Linked DNA regions of Bicyclus anynana: region 1 is linked to region 2. Evidence: chromatin contacts called from public Hi-C data. All regions are on one chromosome and are shown on one strand. Each heading gives the region's core, a stretch centred on a gene start, on an enhancer-like site or on the middle of the called end of the contact. The rest is flanking DNA. Distances are from core to core; before and after follow the strand shown.

Evidence for each region. Hi-C and Micro-C count contacts between places; a contact is called where the count stands out from the background.
Region 1: a Hi-C map of whole larva shows a contact between it and region 2, with 2.7 times the contacts expected there. The contact joins the enhancer-like site here to the promoter of LOC112045659 in region 2. A contact is called at or near these places in 2 of 2 Hi-C or Micro-C datasets (whole body and whole larva).

What each region holds. Positions count from the first base shown.
Region 1 is chr4:8,007,988-8,012,562 of ilBicAnyn1.1, reverse strand. It overlaps LOC112045659 (aquaporin AQPAe.a), which reads right to left. Exons shown (of 7, transcript XM_052891604.1): 4 at 2,927-3,196. Among protein-coding and RNA genes, the nearest start is that of LOC112045658, 31 kb to the left of the region's middle. Within about 2 kb of position 3,047, at least 7 of the 8 cell types and tissues checked have open chromatin away from gene starts, as enhancers often do.
Region 2 is chr4:7,957,874-7,962,305 of ilBicAnyn1.1, reverse strand. It overlaps LOC112045659 (aquaporin AQPAe.a), which reads right to left and starts at 1,323. Exons shown (of 7, transcript XM_052891604.1): 1 at 1,150-1,323. It overlaps LOC112053764 (zinc finger protein 717), which reads right to left. Exons shown (of 27, transcript XM_024093314.2): 26 at 4,019-4,109; 27 at 2,741-3,324. The coding sequence ends at 3,323.

The DNA.
Region 1 (4,575 bases), core at 1,798-4,297, 49 kb before region 2:
TATCGCTTATTTCACCAATTTCAATATTGTAATGTATCTCATTACGCACATGTGCCGTAAATTTAAAAGAAAATTATACGACTGGTTGATAAGTAAAACCTACTATAATGTCAAAGAACTATTAAATTAAAATGTAAAGTAAAATGCACGTGTGCCTTAATGTAATATAAAACCTTTAGCATCCGTGTAAAAACGAACGGTTCTTTATTAAATCTTGGCAAAGAGCTTTTATGTCAAAAAAGTGCTTAACATTTTATGAATAAAATTAACTTTGTGAGCTAAAATATAATAAAAAAACATTTCATTTTAATAATTTTGACAATAAATTACAACTACTTATAGTAGGTAGTTACCTGCAGTAAAATAAGTGTTAACTGCAGATGTGAATTTAATCTAAATATATAATTATTTCTGACCATTTAACTAATTTCTTAGAATTCATTCTTTAAAACAAATTGCTTTGTTTTTGTTGTTCACATTGGTAGGTACCTAAATGCCGTGAAGTGAAGGAAAAACCGCTTGCTTAACGAATACCTACCTAGCAACGATTTGAATATTTCAATGTGCACAAATTAGCGTGCCTGGATTAACTCGATTCACTTTAGTAATGACAGTCATCACGGAAGCTAATGTTTTATTACTATTCTACAGCAGGCGTAAATATGCGTTGTTTACGTATTAGGTTTAAATAAAGGTGGACACATACTTATAACCACCATAGAATTAGCACCTCATTCGATTAACCTAACCTCTGACAAAAAATAAATTATTGCTTAGGTCATTATCCCTAATGTCAGCTGACGATCAAGTAATCTCACATGCCCGCAGCGCTAACGGCTTGACATCCGATAAAACTGATCGTGTGTTGGTCGCGATGTGCATGCATCATGTCGATCGCGACAAAGTAATGTAGCTTCCTAACAGTGAAATAATTTTTACTAAAATCGGTTTATTAGTTTCGAATTCAGAGTTTCAGATGAGATTCTTGGATAAATAAGATTGCAGTAATGTTACAAGTATACGTCTACATTTAATTGCTTCACCTAACATAACGTAGGAGCCTATTTCTTGCCGCTTTAAATATGCAATGTTGTGTACTTTACTATGTGCATAATATGCTGATGGTTTAGAGCTCGTTAGTACTAATCCAAACAAAGCATTAAAATTTTAAATCGTAAATCGCCTGGAAATGTTGGCAAGATTCCATACTTGCCTCAAATTACAGCTACGATCGGCAATTTGAATTCAACAAGAAATTCATTAGAATATAATGCTTTTTACGAGAGTCCGTCAAGTTTATTCATCTAGAACATAGGTTCTCAACCTTACGGCTTTACGAGTATTTTGTCAACCGCCCTTTTCAGACATTTTTACAATACCTCAAGTTCTTACAAAAATTCGATTTAAAAATCAAGATTTAACCAATCCAGCCGCCCTAGCCAAGTGGCACGTCGATTCTCTTTCTACGATCGCTAACGCTTCGAAAACTAGAAAAATGTATGGGATTGACATTTGCTATAGACAGGTCACGTGATCAATGGCAGTTTCATGCACCTATGTACTCGTACATATACATGTAAAATCTTTTAGTTCAATTTTCATGTTCATCTAATTACTTGTGAATGTTCACGTACAAATAATTAAAGTATGGATTTTTCTTGTTTTACTCGCTATTTATTATTATAGACTATTATAATCTGGCTAAATTCCATCTTTGCTCACTAAATTTCTCTAGGCCCTCTATAGCCTAGCTGAGGAACTGAGGTCGCCCACATATGGGCCTTTGACTACACGTTGAGAAACTGTGATCTAGAATGACGTGGTAGGAACTCCATGGAACTGTGGCACAATGTAAACCGGTTTACTCAAAATCATGCCACAGTGATACATAACTATAAATACTTATCGTCAGATCTGTAAAAAATGAGAGCAAGTTCGAGGAAGTAATCGACACCGAAATCTTACAAGTTCAACTTTGCCGCAAACAAAAACTTAACTGGTCTGCTTTTCAGACGCGTAGGATACCTACTTATAATATAGGCTCGAGTTTTTAAAGTTCGGAATTGAACCAAAACTGAAAATGAAAAAATAATCAGTAAATTATTTTCTATATCCTATGCCTATGGGCAAAAACGCATAGGCATAGGATATAGAAAGGATATTATTCAGACTCTTTCTGAAGAATATTATAATACAATTAGTTATTGAGATATTTCCATAGAAAATTAAACCCCTTATTATTATTTTTTTTTTGGTAAATTGTTTATTACATTGCAATTTTTGGTAGCGGATTTTGATTTTTTTCAAAGCCAACATATTGTTCTGAATTCGAATGACTACTTGTTCATAATACTTTTCCGTGACTGCTATAAAACGACTTTATTAAATGTTTCTCTCAGATATTACATATATCTGTATAATAGTATATAGTATAGTATAGTACCTAAATTGCTTTCATCATGTATGAAATAATAAATACAATTATATAAATAATACTTCTCTCTCAGATCAAGGCGCGTTTAGAAACATCGTAACTTTAATTTTAAGTTTTCGTCTTCAATTATCATTAAATCATGTTATAACTTGACGTTTCAAAAGTGCTTGTAAACTAAGTTTAATTGAAATTAATGAATTTTTAGTTTGAGTTTGATGCACTTGATAAATACTACCTTAGACTGATAACCTGTAGACCCGCTACACCTAACAATTTTTGACTTCAAACGTAAGCCACTTCTGTGACTGTGTAGGAGCTAAGCTAACTTCGCCGACTCGCACTCAATCATACTTATCGAAGCGTAGCGATCCGTAAAGTGCCCCGATTTCGGGGCACTTAAAACTGCTTACGAATCCGGCGACTACACACTATCTATGTATTATAAATCTATGACTACTACCTACTTTATACTCTAGGCTTTACTCGACTTACCCCACAAACGACGAACACTAGCACGAATCCCAGGAAGAATTCGATACCGAAGCCTTGCAAAGCGGTCACATTCTTGCCCAGTCCCGTGACGCCGAGTTTCCCAGCCACTGTGTCGGGGGTGAAAGCCTTCAAGAGTCCGGAGCCAGCGGCTGCGCCCGCGCACTGAGCGATGACGTAGAGCACGGCTCTGGCTGGCTTCACTTTACCGGTCGCAGCCATACCAGCTGTGACCGCCGGGTTTACGTGACCTCCTGATACATGACCTATTGCCTGTAATATAAAAATACATATGTATAATTGACTGTTACAGGATATAAAAAAAACAGACTCGAATTGAGAACCTCCTCCTTTTTTTGAAGTCGGTTAGTAAAATGTTTATAAGAAATACACTATTACCCCTGGATGGCAAGGCTTATCCTTATCCTTTATCTCATTAAGCGCCAGCTCTTGGGTCACCTGACAAATGGATCAATTTGTCAGACATAGTATTGAAATTTTTTTTTCCGCCTATAAGAGCCATGATAGTCCAGTGGATGACCTCTGCCTTAAATTCGGAGGGAGTAGGTTCAAATCCGGTTCGGAGCATGCACCTCCTACTTTTCAGTTATTTGCATTTTGAGAAATTAAATATCACGTGTCTCAAACTGTGAAGGAAAACATCGTGAGGAAACCTGCCTATCAGAGAATTTTCTTAATTCTCTAGGTGTGTGTAGTTTGCACATAATATTGGGCCAGCGTGGTGGGCTACTGGCCTAACCCCTCTCATTCTGAGAGAAGACTCGTGCTTACTGGTGAGCTGTTGTTTGCTAATGATGAGTATTGAATTTTTTTTTGGTATCTGATGACCATGGGCCTAAAATCTCAAAGGCAAGCGCCACAAATACACAGTAGTTAGAAGTGACGATTATTTCAGATACTATTCTGTTAATTTTTATTACTTTTAATTTAATTACTACATTTACACAAAATTATACCTATACGTTTTCTGATAAGACGTGTTTTTTTTTTCTGCCACAGTTGGCTCAGCGGTATTTACGGTATCTACGGTTGTATCTATCTAGTTCTACTCTAGTAATTGTCTAGTTATTAATGAAAAATTAATTAAATAATTATTTATATTAATAATATGAACCATCACCACCAATGATTACTGTTTATCGTTGTTATTATTGCTTGAAACCGCATTTTCAGTTTCAGGGAAGTCAAATTTGCATAAGGAAAAAATAATAATTATAATACTTCTTGTAAGTAATATTATGAATATTAATTACTATCCTTGATTTAGTAAATTATTATTATAATTATTTTGAACAATGCAAAGGTATTTCACAAATTTTAATAACAAATAATATTATTGTGGTTTATGCGATAAAGGTTGTACCCGAGGTTATGTCCCGGATTTCACAAGAATTTGTTACTTATTTGTTTCTTATTAATTTAATTATTATTATTAATTCTGCAGCTTGGTTAAAGTTGTCTTAAGTTACGGTAGAATATTGGAACTGATATAAACAATTAACTAGACGTTGCTTGCGATTTTACCACGAGATAATCGATGTTAAAACTTTTTGTGTCAATTTTCTAGAAAATAGGTCGGTATAGTAAGATATCCCGTAATAAATAGATATAAGCCGTACTTTACTTTATTA
Region 2 (4,432 bases), core at 74-2,573:
TAATCATCGTTAGATTTGTATGAGCGTTCAACAAAATTACTAGTATCTTAAGTTATTTGTGCGTTTTGTTTATAGTTCATGAAAAATGTCACATTTAATGTAGGGAAGCTGAAACTATGAATTTTCATCCAATTACGATAAAAGGTTTTAATAAATTTTGAAATTTTATAATCTTATTTACTTTGCAAATATCCAGACAATCTTTGCTTTTATGTACCAATTAATTAACATTGACCTTATTTACTTGAATGTATCATAATAATCAATATATTCAAACCTAGTCATCATCACCATCGCTTAAATAGGCTAATCGAGGACTCCAGTCTCTCACGGACTCGGAGATTGAGGACCCCTTCGTTCCGTGGGCCCGTGGCATTTTGCCAACCCTGCCAATAGCGCCACAGTTTATTATGTAAAGTGTCAAAATAGTCCACTAAACCCTTTGTGCTAGAAAGTCACCTTATAGTGTGCGGTTACATATTGTGGTAAGAGTTATCTTATCTTATCACTATCAATTGTTTTAGCGAATCTTATGACCCTAATGCAACTACTCGTAGCAAAGCAAACTATTGGTATTACTTTGAAATTCAACACTAATTACTAAGTTTTTGTTTATCCAAAAAAAACCTTTTACCTAGTAACTAAGCACGTATACCTACATTAATTTTATATGAATTTCATAGACCTATTTAAATTAGGTACCTTGAAAAATAAAAATTAAACGCTGCGGATAATTATTTTTTTTTTTTAATTAGCCAAATCCTACTATTATAAACGCGAAAGTTTGTATGGATGTTAGTATGGATGACTGAACCGATTTGACTGAAAATTGGAATGGAAATAGATTTTACTCTGGATTAACACATAGTTTTCATCCCGGAAAAATCCATGGTACCGGAGGGATTTGTGAAAAACTAAATTTAAGGCGGACGAAGTCGAATAAAATTGGTATAATATATTTTGCAACGATTTAAATATTTTATTAATATTGTTAATATTTTTCCAAAGGACAAATAAATAAATGTGAGAAAAAAATATATTATTTATTTAGATATATGTTAATTGTCTATTGAATAAGGCATAAATGGTTTCCTAAAATAATTTAATTTTATTAAAAACGGGATAAAAAAAATTAAACTATTCACTCACCCGAAAGAATGAAGATTAACTTAAGTAAAAATTATTAAGAAACTTTAGAAATATCACTTTTTACACTGAAAAAGTTTTAAAGTTCGTTCTATTTATTAGTTCGTTTTTGTTTCGGATTTATTCACTCACACCCGGCTGGTACGCGATTTTGATGTCGTTTGATTGTTTAATTTGAACACGCCGCGCCGCCCTTGTTATGAAGATTTGTTGGCGGGAAACATGGTAATTAATCCAGCATGACTTGTGGTGCCATCTGTCATAGATAAACAACAACATTAGCAGCAAATGAAAACCGCCATCTATTGTTGAATAGCGACATACTTAGAATTACCAACGCATCATAATTATAGCAGTGTTCCTTCAAACGAGGTTTATTAATTTAGCTCCCAGTTGTAGTAAATTGCTATAATAAATTTATAGAAAAAAAATGAAAAATAATAATAAAACTGATGAAAGTTTCAACAAAAAAAATGTGATAAGATATCGTTAAAAACAATTATTTTTATGGAAAAATAAAAAAAGTATTTCTCTTGTTTATATTATTTTATTATGTATTTAATTATCAATCTTCATAACTTAATTTCAAGACAAAAATATAAGTATTTAATATATTTTCTAACTATCAATACACTAACACTTTAAAAGCACAACTTATTATTATTTATTTTAGCTCATAATTAATTAACTCTATACAAAAACTAACATCTATTAGGTACCTATATCTAGTAATAAAAAACATGTTGTGTAAACATTACATTTTTCTTGTATTATATACTAAAGATTGACAATTACATAATTTATTATCATTATCAGTAATAAAGATCTATAGTGCTTACGTAAAGTAACACAAAAATACATTATATGGAATCCTCTAAACTTAAGTTATGTACTAAATATAATGTAAAACTATAGCTTGGCAACTTCGTTCGTAACACTCCCGATGGTCCGCGCGGGCCAGGGGGCGTGTAGCGATGAATGAAAAACCCACGACTGATGCACTCTCAATTTCACACTTCACTTCCCCGCACGCACAATTTCACACCTCTCCCCGCGTCGCCCGCATATCATGGGAGTGTCACCAACGAACTTGCCAGACTATAGAGGTGCGTTTCATTTCAATCAATGTGGCTGAATCAGAGTGGAAGATAAAGGTTTCCCCACTTCGGTTCCGCTAGCTTAACGTCAAACGTGCTAAATATTATATTTTACTTCATCTAACAATTTGTCTTTGATTCAAATTGATTTTATGATTTATGCTATTGTCTCTGAATCGATTTACTCGTCTCTGTATTAAAGCGTCCGCTAAAACTCGCATGGTTTACGTGGAGTCCATAGCTCATCCCTGGTTATGGTATGGAATCCTCAGGGTATGCATTGCGTTTATGCATCTATGAAGTGCACGCCACTGGTTACAACCCCGTGCCTCGGAGAGCACGTTAAATCGTCAGTCCCGGTCATTACCTACAACAAATATTATCACAACCCAAGCACGCCAATCCGTCATAGAGCAGTGTGGCAGAGTCCAAGCTTTATATCCCCTCTTTAACAGGATAAAGGCCCGGCCTTGTTGTAGGCCGTTTAAATAGAATGACTTTTACATGTTAGCCCTTGACTACCTGATGGTACCTAAGTGAAAAGTGATGATCCAATCTAAGATGGAAGCTGTAAGGAAGATAAAAAATCCACACTCCTTTCTGTTTCTATACGACATGGTACCGGAACGCTAATTCGCTTGGTAACTAGTAACGACCAGATCCAATCAAGAAAACCTCAATCGGCACAGCCGGGGATCAAACCCAGGCCATCCGTCTTGTAAATACACCGCGCATACCACTGCGCCACGGAGGCCGTTAAATAATGTTACACGAGTCAATAAACCCACACGCACTATTTAGTTCTACTCATACTATTCCTCAATACAGACAATAGTAATATTGGTCAAATTTATAAAATGTATGGCAAATATTCTTAAAAAAAAAAAAGACGAGAGTCCTACCTCGCGAGTTTTAGCGAGTGAGAGGTAAAGGCGTCCCATAGTTAAAATACAATCTTAGTGTTAATTCTCATATTTAACATTAGCGTAATTGATAAATATAATTAAATAATTAAAATTATATTACGATTCATCACCAATTTCACAGCGAGTCGGAACCGCTTTTTCTCTTCTGACCGGCTCTGAAAAAAATTTGTTAAGTAAATAAATAAAATTTATAGAGGTTGACCAGTTCATTAATCTATGTATTATATAAAAAATAATCCATATATCCCTTGGTCACGCCATCACACGTGAAAGGCTGGACCAATTTCACAATTTTTTTTGGGTGTGTTTGTTATTGTCAGGAGAAGGTTCCTATGACAGAAAAAAAATAAAAAATTAAGAGTAGTTGAGAGTTTACATGAAGTTTTACGCGGACGAAGTCGCGGGTTAAATAATAATTGAACATTTCGTACGTGTTGCCATGGTTACTTGTGACACCTGTCACAATATCACAATCAAAACCAGAATTCACAATTTATCGAAAATTTACAATCTCGCGAGACACATTACAAACAAACACAAGACAAAATAACGGTATTTACATTTTTACGGTGACATACACAACTGTGTGTAAAATTTATATTAATATTATAAAGCTGAAGAGTTAGTTTGTTTGTTTGAAAGCGCTATTCTCAGAAACTACTGGTCCGATTTGAAAAATTCTTTCAGTGCCCATATACCGAGGAAGGCTATAGGCTATATATTATCTCCGTATTCCTACGCTACGGAACCACTCTAGTGAAACCGCGCGGCGTCAGGTATTAACAAAATAAAACCAGCATTGGGCTATCTCAGAAATAAACAAAAGAGTTGAAACAGAACAACACCCACAAAGTCGGTTACCTCCATCGCCTGAGACAGACGATTTAACTGCAGACGCGTCGGAGAGTTTGATGCCTTGCTTCAACACCATTGTACCACCCTGAAACAAATACAATAACAAATATTCATATATTTGAAACTAGCGGACGCACGCGACTTAGACCTCTTTAATCCAGCCCTTACAGTAGTATGGCTGTAAAAATGGAGTATCTTCTCACGTTTTCCCAACATTTCCCTTCACTGCTCGGCTCTTATTGATTGTAGCGTGATGAAAAGTACACTGTAACCTGCCCAGGAGAATGAAGAATAGTTCAATCCGTCGAGTAGTTTTTGTTTTGATTTAATGTTAATTGTTTATGTGACGTCATGAAACAATAAAATATAGACCATCATGGCCGACAACGTTTTGACTCGTATTGTCAA